Regions from separate parts of the Macaca mulatta genome. Here region 2 is linked to region 1. Evidence: chromatin contacts called from public Hi-C data. All regions are on one chromosome and are shown on one strand. Each heading gives the region's core, a stretch centred on a gene start, on an enhancer-like site or on the middle of the called end of the contact. The rest is flanking DNA. Distances are from core to core; before and after follow the strand shown.

Evidence for each region. A called contact is a pair of places that touch in the nucleus more often than the background predicts.
Region 2: a contact with region 1 is called in a Hi-C map of fetal cortex germinal zone, with 6 times the contacts expected there. The contact joins the promoter of SRPRB here to the promoter of NPHP3 in region 1. A contact is called at or near these places in 2 of 14 Hi-C or Micro-C datasets (fetal cortex germinal zone and fetal cortical plate).

The regions. Positions count from the first base shown.
Region 1 is chr2:35,815,632-35,820,536 of T2T-MMU8v2.0, reverse strand. It overlaps NPHP3 (nephrocystin 3), which reads left to right and starts at 2,892. Exons shown (of 28, transcript XM_077991469.1): 1 at 2,892-3,310. The coding sequence starts at 2,918. It overlaps LOC106997117 (a long non-coding RNA gene), which reads right to left and starts at 2,331. Exons shown (of 10, transcript XR_003727106.2): 1 at 1,925-2,331.
Region 2 is chr2:36,850,073-36,854,977 of T2T-MMU8v2.0, reverse strand. It overlaps SRPRB (SRP receptor subunit beta), which reads right to left and starts at 2,072. Exons shown (of 7, transcript NM_001190876.1): 1 at 1,919-2,072; 2 at 1,283-1,377; 3 at 146-223. The coding sequence starts at 2,072.

The sequences.
Region 1 (4,905 bases), core at 1,643-4,142:
AAGTCACTTAATTTCTAAATAGTGAATGCACTGGTCTGAAGAGTCCAAGATGGCTTCATTTTACATGCCTTGGTACTCTGGCTGGAAAGGTGGGCCCAGCTGAGGCTGTCACCTGGAATGCCTACGTATGACCTCTTAAGTTAGGCAGTCTCAGGTTAGTAAGTCTCTACATGGTGGCTCAACACTCCCGAGTGTTCCAAGACACAAGAAGTGGAAGTTGCCATTCTCTCAAGACCTGGCCTTGGAAACTGGCACAGTGTCATTTCTGCCACATTCCTCTGGTCCAAGTGGTCAGAGTTCACTCAGTTTCAAAGTGAGGAGTCATATACAGGCTTGCTTCATGGCCATGCAACCTCATGTGCAGTCGCGCAGGGCCCAAAACTCAAAAGCGCCCCATACTTGGCTTAATGCTCTGCTGTTGCCATCTTGAAAATATTTATAATTTTTGAATGAGGGGCATTACACATTCATTTTGCACTGGGTCCCACAAATTATGTAGCTGTCTTAGCTGTCTTTTCTATGAGAGGACTATTAAAAAAAATGTGGCCGTCTTTAGTAAGTTATAAGCCACCTGCCAAATATTTTATTCTCACTATATTTCTGTATTAAAAGTTATTCTTCCAGGCCGGGCGCGGTGGCTCAAGCCTGTAATCCCAGCACTCTGGGAGGCCGAGGCGGGCGGATCACGAGGTCAGGAGATCGAGACCATCCTGGCTAACACGGTGAAACCCCGTCTCTACTAAAAAAAATACAAAAAAAAAACTAGCCGGGCGAGGTGGCGGGCGCCTGTAGTCCCAGCTATTCGGGAGGCTGAGGCAGGAGAATGGCGTAAACCCGGGAGGCGGAGCTTGCAGTGAGCTGAGATCCGGCCACTGCACTCCAGCCCGGGCGACAGAGTGAGACTCCGTCTCAAAAAAAAAAAAAAAAAAAAAAAAAAGTTATTCTTCCAAAATGCAGACTGAAGTATGTGGGTTAAATTCAGCATGAAGAAGAAAAACAGATTATGAGGTTAGAAATAATGTCTTTTTTTTTTTTTTTTTTTTAAGACCGAGTCTCGCTCTGTCGCCCAGGCTGGAGTGCAGTGGCGCAATCTCCGCTCACTGCAAGCTCCGCCTTTCAGGCTCAGGCCATTCTGCCGCCTCAGCCTCCCGAGTAGCTGGGACTACAGGCGCCTGCCACCACGCCTGGCTAATTTTTTGTATTTTTAGTAGAGACGGATTTCACCGTGTTAGCCAGGAAGAAATAATGTCATTTTTTGAGGAATAAGAAATTTGGTCACTTTGGCATTGACCAATAGTAATCCAAGATCAGTACGCAAGTAGGGTGGAGAAATGTGGATTAGAGGCATGTCAGTGGACAGAAATGACGTGGGGGAAAGGAGAGATGCATTGTTTCAGAGCACTCAGTTCCAGACTAGAATCTGAATGTACTCTCCAAGCTGTAGGAAGTTCGCATAGTGAGTTTGGTTATTTGTTGGAGAGAATGGGTGATAGCTGGCTGTTTTATCTTATTACTCAAGCATAGTTATAGAAGTGTTCAGCCGAGGCCCATTCCAAAGGAGGTACTAAGATGCAAAAATGTTCAAAGTGTTTAGTCAGAAACCTAGTGGATGATCCTTAAACCCCTGATCCACAAGGAGAATTCAAAAATTAGGAGTTAGAGATCATAACGGATGTGAAAAGGTGGAAAGTTCTTAAGGTACTGTGATGGTGGAAATGTTTCCCTTTATCTCAGGAGACCACCTGAAGAAATTAGTATGTATACTCTGGATTTTGAAGAATGCAAAGGTCTGGCGTATGACTTCTTCCTGAAGAAAATCTAAAGGGTAAGAGAAAAGATGACTAGCCACTTTGATGGAGGGAATGAAGAAGAGATTGGTGGGCGGTCTCCAATGTCTCATGTTGCAATGAGTTAAAAAACTTACCTTGTCTAAGGATTGTCCCTGGTGGTTTCAGACCGTAAAATCTAAAAGCTCTTTCTTGGCTGGCATTATTCCTTGCTGGTCATTCTATCTACATGCAAACTAAGAGAGAGACATCGCGGGAAGCACATAGCAGGCACTCCATAAATTTTTCAGATTTCCCAACTGCTTCCAGAAAGGAGTTTCCGGTAAGGCACGGCGGCAGCGAAAGAAATAGCTGCAGCATTGGTGGAGCAGCTGGGACCCAGGCCTGTGCTCCCTGTAAGGCACGCCCGCCAGGGAGCCTCGAGCGGGGCGGAGACAACGGAGAGAAGCCCCGCGTCGGAGCACCACTCCAACAACATCCAGTCCGATGCTGGTCCTGCACAGTCGCCACTCGCCCCGTCCTTCCTGCGAGCCCCGCCCTTCTTGCTAGCCCGCCTCGCCCTTTTTGCTTTCTTGACCCACCCCGTTTGCCCTGCCCCGCCCATATACCCCGCCCCACTTGCCCGGCCCCTCTTGTTGTCCCGCCCCGTCCTGCCGCCCCGCCCCGTCCTGCCGCCCCGCCCCGTCCTGCCGCCCCGCCCCGTCCCGCCGCCCCGCCCCGTCCCGCCGCCCCGCCCCGTCCCGCTGCCCCGCCCCGTCCCGCTGCCCCGCCCCTCCGGTTGCCCCGCCCCATCCAGCACTCCCACACCGCCCCGTTCCTCTGCCCCGCCCCGTCCTGCTCCCCCGCCCCGTCCCGTTCTGCTGCCCCGCCGCGTCCTGCTGCCCCGCCCCTCTAGTTGCCCCGCCCCATCCTGTTCTCCCGCCTAGCCCCGTTCCGCTGCCTCGCCCAGTCCTGCTCTCGGGCCCCGCCCCGTTCCGCTGCCCAGCCCCGTCCTGCTTTCCAGCCCGGTCCCGCTCTTCAGCCCGGTCCTGCTCTCCAGCCTCGCTCCATCCCGCCGCCCCGCCCCGTCCCGCTCCGTTCAGCTGCTCAGCCCCGCCGGTACCCACTAGCTAGTGGCCGCCGCGGACACCATGGGGACCGCCTCGTCGCTCGTGAGCCCCGCGGGCGGGGAGGTGATCGAGGACACGTACGGGGCGGGCGGCGGCGAGGCTTGCGAGATCCCGGTGGAGGTGAAGCCCAAGGCCCGCCTGCTACGCAACTCGTTCCGCCGAGGCGCGGGGGCGGCGGCGGGGTCCGGGCCGGGGTCGCTTCCCCGCGGGGCAGGTGCGGGCGGGCTGCTGGGGGCCAGCTTCAAGTCCACCGGCTCGTCGGTGCCCGAGCTGGAGTACGCGGCGGCCGAGTACGAGCGGCTCAAGAAGGAGTACGAGATCTTCCGCGTCAGCAAGAACCAGGAGTTGTTGTCCATGGGCCGCCGCGAGGCCAAGCTGGACACAGAGAACAAGCGGCTGCGGGCCGAACTGCAGGTAACGCCGGGCCGGGCCGCGCCGCGCCGCGCCGCGACGCCGGGAGACCCCTGGGAAGCACGACCGTCCTCCTTCTCCAAACCAAGCGGCTTTGAAAGTTCGGCGGAAACTGCGTATTTTAATTTGAGAGGCCATATTCTCTTCGAGTCTGAAATGATTCCTTAATTCCCTCCCCTTTATCTGTCTCTTTTTTTGGAGACAGGGTCTCGCTGCGGTGGCACGATCGCGGCTCACTGCAGCCTGGAACTCCTGGCTCAACGATCCTCACGCCTTGGCCTCCTAAAGTTCTGGGATCACAGGAGTGAGCCACCGCGCCTGGCCCCCGCTTTTCTATTTCTGGTTTATTTATTCAGACACCTAGAAGAAATTAGCCATAAAGTGTCCTGAGGAGGCAAATGCCAATCTCCAGCTCCACTCCGGCCCCCGCGCCCACCCCCTCAGAAGGCTGGTGACATCTGTTGAAGCAACTCAACAAACTCTTCCTAGGAGTTTTATCCTCCCCCTCCCTATAAAAATTTTGCCTGGGGCTCCAAAGTGGGGCTCATGTGTCGGTTTCTTTGTGAAGTTTCATGGCTCTTGCATTGTAATGGTCTTGACATGAAATTTTCTGGAAGCCTCCTGATTCTCACCATCTTAACTGCTATGATTGAAAACCTTTTCTAGATGTAGTCAAATTTCCTTAGTCCATTTGATTAATTTACTCTAAAATTAATTATTGCATGCCCTCCATGTAGCAGGTCCATTATAATTCACTAAAATAGTATATAAAGCAGCCGGGCGTGGTGGCTCACACCTGTAATCCCAACAGTTTGCGAGGCCTAGGCGGGCGGATGACCTGAGGTCAGGAGTTCGAGATCAGCCTGGCCAACATGATGAAACTCCGTCTCTACTAAAAATACAAAAATTAGCTGCGCATGGTGGCAGGCGCCTGTAATCCCAGCTACTCGGGAGGCTGAGGCAGGAGAATGGCGTGAACTCAGGAGGCGGAGGTTGCAGTGAGCTGAGATTGCACCGAGCCGAGATTGCACCATTGCATTCCAACCTGGGCAACAGAGCGAGACTCCGTCTCCAAAAAAAAAAAAAAAAAAAAAAAAAAAAGCATATAAAGCAAGAGGTTGCTTTTCTGTGAGCAAATCTCTAAGACTTTTTGCCATCAGTTTGGGGCCCCTCTGATCGTTGTTGTGTCGTTTGTTTATTCTTCACTGTGGGAGAGACTTCTAGGCAGCCTAAGAGTTCCTGGAGTCGTTACAGTAGGGGTGAAATAAATACCTCAGACTGATTTTTCTAAAAGAGAAAAAGCCTCCTGTCTTCAAGACTAGACGTTCTTCTAGTCAGGTTTCGTTGTTGTTGTTTTTATTTTTAAACTCCCTCATTAGCGGTTGTGTAATTAATGTGGTTGTCTGGGAAGAAGTCCGTATAGCAGTTTATCTGTTGTCTTATCAGTTTTCCTACTGGGCAGCCTTAATGCACTTGCATGTATAAAATGGACTCGCGCATTTCAAGTATCTGATTTAATGTGTCCAAGCCACTGCCCAACAGACATTGTACGTTGGAAACAACTGCACGGTGGGGGTAGAAAAGGCCAGACCAAACAG
Region 2 (4,905 bases), core at 823-3,322, 1.0 Mb before region 1:
TTTGTCACAAAGAATATGTTTCTCCATAAAAATAAGCTACAAATGGTACTTACATCCTCAGATGAACTCATCCTAAAAATGTCCTTAACTGACACACCACAGTAAAGTAAGACTGTCAGACTCCAAAACTCCACAAACATCTTACCCTGTTATTGTTGACTCTGTATACAGCAGAGCTGTCAGTAATGGAAGTCTGAGTGTCTCTGTAAAGGCCTGTTAACAACTGTAAAAAAAACAAGATGGGAGATATTCAACATTTTAATAGCAAACCAAAATTGAGTTATATTATTCTAAGTCTCCCAGGTGTAAGGTTAAGTAAATGAATGCTGCTTGCAATAGGTGAAAAAGACCATATTAATATTTTTTACCTGTAGAAAAAAAAATCGAATTAATTGCAAATTTTACTCCTTAATGGTATAAAAATAACATTATTCTCAAAAGACAGTTAGTGGCCAAATTTCCCAATCTTCTGTAAAGATTTTTAACCATCAAAAATGATTTGAAGCCTGGGCAATGTGGCGAAATCTCATCTCTACAAAAAATATAAAAAATTAGACGGGCTTAGTGTCGCACGCCTGTAGTCCCAGCTACTCGGAAGCTGAGGTGGGAGAATCATCTGAGTCCCAGAAGTCAAGGCTGCAATGAGCGGAGATCCCGCCACTGTACCCCAGCCTGGGCATTGGAGCGAGACCCTGCCTCAAAAAAAAAAAAAAAAAAAAAAAGATTTGAGCTATTTCTTGAATGGAAGGGAAATAATTTATACTCTCAGAAAGAAAAGTTAAAAAGCAGAAAACCTCTCCTATTCACCATGTTAAAACACACTATTAAAAATACTAAATGTATTAAAAATAAATATTAGTAAAAAGAAGCTAACTAGCCCACTATGTCAAAGAAGGATCATCCTGTGAAAAAGTGTCTTTGATAAACTCTCATAAGAATTTGTTAACCAAGGAATGATAAACTGTAGACCACTGGCTTCTGTGCTTCTGCTATTCTGGAATGAAACTAATTAAATAAAACCCTTAAATGTGATAAAGACTAAATATCAGCATCTGGCAAGGGCAAAAAAAAAAAAAGAAAAAAGAGGAAAAATGATCAACATTTCTCAATTATGGGTTTCTAAGAGTCTTTCTGTTCTCCCAAGTAAGTCAAGTAAATTTGGTAACTCTCAAATTTACCAGCATCAGCTTCTTTTAGAAAATAAACCATGAGATGACAGGAATACTGGGATGCTATACAATTTTCTATTAAGCTTAACAGGGGTGTAAATGAAATCATTTACCCTGACAAAGAGCAACGTTTTCCCGGAGTCACAAAGGCCAACAAAAAGAACAGCTCTCTGACTGCTCCTTCTGCTCCGGATTAACTTCCAGAAGACTGTGGAATAGAAAGAAAAACAACAGAAATTACGCCTTGGCAATCAGTATATGTGCATGGCTGGGGTGGGGAAATTCACAGAAGTCTGTGATGAAACACCTCATTCACCTGGAACTGACTTTTATCATAATGGTTACTATTGCTGTTGTTAGGGGCCCACTGAGCCGGGCGTGTCAACTGTCAACTTTTCTTTGCACTCCTTACTCTGACTGGGGACTCAAGTGCGATCTCACTACCTTGGTATAGGCTGAAAGTTGCTGTCAAGACCCTGAATCCTTGCACTGAGAACAGCGGAAGGTGGGGAATAGCGCACTCAAGCATGACAGGGAAGATGACGAAGAGCAATCCGCGCCCCAAAGACCAGGATGTAACTCCGGGGGTCGCCCGGGATCTCCCTTAACGCCCCGCTGCTGCCGCTGCTTCAGGCGAGAGGGTGGGGTGTAGACTGGGTGGGTCTCACCCTCCTGATGCCCTCAAGGCGCTCTCTCAGCCCGGACCTCTGCCCGCCCCGCACCCGCCATAACCACCGGCCGCCTTTTACCTAGCGTCAGCAGCACCGCAAGAACCGCCACCACTACTGACAATAGCGTTGGGTCCGTTTGCTGCAGCTCCTGCCGCAAGGAGTCTAGGTAGGGCTGGAAGGTGCCCCCAGCACCGCCGCCATCTGCCACCCGGCGCAAGTCCGCGGAAGCCATGGATGAAACGCGTGGTCTCGGGTACCGCAAAAGCGACGTGGCCCTGCACTCTGCGCAGGCGCAGGGAGCAGAGCCTCACGCGAATGGTGGTTCCTAAGCCTTAGTCTCTCCCTCAGCCGCGGTGATCCCCAAGTGCCTGATGGGAGTTGTAGTTCTCTGGTACTCGGTCCTCCTGCAGAACGACAGGGGAGGGACACACACATCTTTGAAGATACGAGTCAGTCGTCGTCACGTACGTTATGGCTGTTGAAAGAATGATGAAATCAATAAAATGAATGACTCCCGAAACTACCACTGAGGATTTCCTGACCGTCGCTAAGTGACGTGAGACTTGTGAAGAACTCAAGCATCCTACAAACATTTAATCTGAATTTAATGTGGCAAGGGATGTGCTAGATGGATGCGCGGAGCGATGCGGGAATACATAATGGGACGCAGAGTCCATCATGAGTTCAGAGAAAAGCTTCTGGAAATTCGAACTGAGTCCTGAAGAACGAGTTAGCATGTGCGAGTGGTTAAAGGAAAAAGAGGTGCTGTGCAGAAAAAAATGAGTATAAGAAATGATGTGCGTGGGAAAGCTAACTAATTCAGTGCCCCTACACTGTCAATCTAGGGCTGCAAACTCAAACGTCTGCATTAAAGGAAGCAACTAGGAAAGTCAACGCCCAGGAGAGCTGGGGCTGTTGAAAACTGCAGAGGTTATTTCTGCTGAAAGTGGGGCCGACCTTATTCAGCCAGGTAGGTGTTGTGGGACCTAGGTGGCCAGTTCTTCCAGTTTTCAAGAGAAGCAATAAAGGCAGGTTTTTATGGGAAGTTTTCCACTTTTGAAATTTTGGTAGGTAATTGAAAGCATTCAAAAACTTGTGGCCCAAATAAAACACCAAAAGTGGCCAACCTCGAGGGTCCCAGTTCACAGTCTCTGTCATTAAACAGGTTGTCATTGTTTTAAAATGTACACATGATTTAATTTAATTGTATGACTGAGTAGAGACATGAAGATGTCAGTGTCACTGAAAGATTGAAAAAAGTTACTACAGTTCCACATTGCCATTGAAAAAGTTGTCAGAATCAAAATGGAGTCACTTTATTTATTTATTTATTTATTTAAATCAGAAAAATGGAGCTGGTGAAAGGCCGTGGAGGGAGGGTTCTCATGCACTAATGCCTGATGACAAAAACTGTCACAGAAGACTGCAAAAACCACAACCGTGCACAAAGGGCATCGCAACCTTACACACAAAAAATATGTCTGTGAGGACAGCTACCCAGCAACTGCCTGTCCAGCCTATTACTGATGCTATCCTTGCTGTTTGATCCTTGTAGCCGAGGATAATTATCTCAAAACAGTTATGGAATCTGACTCATTTTTTCTTTTTTTCTTTTTTTTTTTTTTTGAGACGGAGTCTCATGCTGTTGCCCAGGCTGGAGTGCAGTGGCGCGATCTCGGCTCACTGCAAGCTCCGCCTCCCAGGTTCCCGCCATTCTCCTGCCTCAGCCTCCTGAGTAGCTGGGACTACAGGCGCCCGCCACCGCGCCCGGCTAATTTTTTGTATTTTTAGTAGAGACGGGGTTTCACTGTGGTCTCGATCTCCTGACCTTGTGATCCGCCCGCCTCAGCCTCCCAAAGTGCTGGGATTACAGGCTTGAGCCACCGCGCCCGGCCGACTCATTTTTTCTTTAAAAATCTTTGTCTTCCTTTACACCTCCCTGAATGTGCACATAGTTGAAATGGCATACATATTCCCACTGCAATGCCTACTCATGAATAAATGTTATTTTCTTTTAGAGCCTCCCTCTCTGCTTGTCATTTAGCTTGATAACACTCAGGGCCACACAAAACCTCAACGTGCACAGGGACAAGGAAAAAGAGAGGAACTGGCATTGGACCTGGTGACTCACAGCTATTAATCCCAGCACTTTGGGAGGCCAAGGCAGGAGGATTACTTGAGGCCAAGAATTCAAGACCAGCCTGGGCAACATAGTGAGACCCTGTCTCTGCAAAAAAAACCATTTTTTTAATTAAAAAATAATTAGCCAGGCATGGTGGCATATGCCTGCAGTCCCAGCTACTTGGGAGACTGAGGCAGGAGCATTTGAGCTCAGGAATTCCAGGTTACCATGAGCTGTGATCACATGCCACTACACTCCAGCCTGGGCAACAGAGCTAGACCCTGCCTCCAAAAAAGAAAAAAAGAGAGGAACTGGGACTCTGCCTTTATTACTAATGTGTCAGCAAGTAGCTAGATAGAGACATTTTTGATTGGGCAAGAAGTGAAACACAGATGTTAAGGGTTGTGGTAGGAAGCTTTGTAATATGATTTAGGCACACCCTCAAAAGCCAGGCCACGGGGGAAATGTAAACAATGTTGGCTGTTAGTTTGGCCTGGTGATGAATGGATGCCAAATCATCAATTATAAAATCTATAAATATTGATTAGAGCAGTCATTTAAGTAGGAGTGACAGGAGATGAAGCTAGAAAGATTGGCAGGAATCAGACCAGAAGGGATTTTGTGTGCTATGTTGAGGATCTTAGAGTTTATCCAGAATGCAGTAAGAAGTTTCATTTGGGGTGATATAGATAATTGGCAGATCTATGGAGAACTAACACTTGAGAGAAAAAAAAAAAAAAAAAAAAAAAAAAAACTTCAGGCAGAGAGAGCAGCTGAGAGCATTTAGGTAAAAGATGCAGTATTTAGGCAAAGGATGCTCAGAATCTAATACAGAGACAGAAATAGGTATGAAAATGAGGGCACAAATTTGAGAGATGTCTGAGAGTTAAAATACATAGGATGTGATTAGTTGGATATTGTGAATTAAGTAAAAGGAATGTTT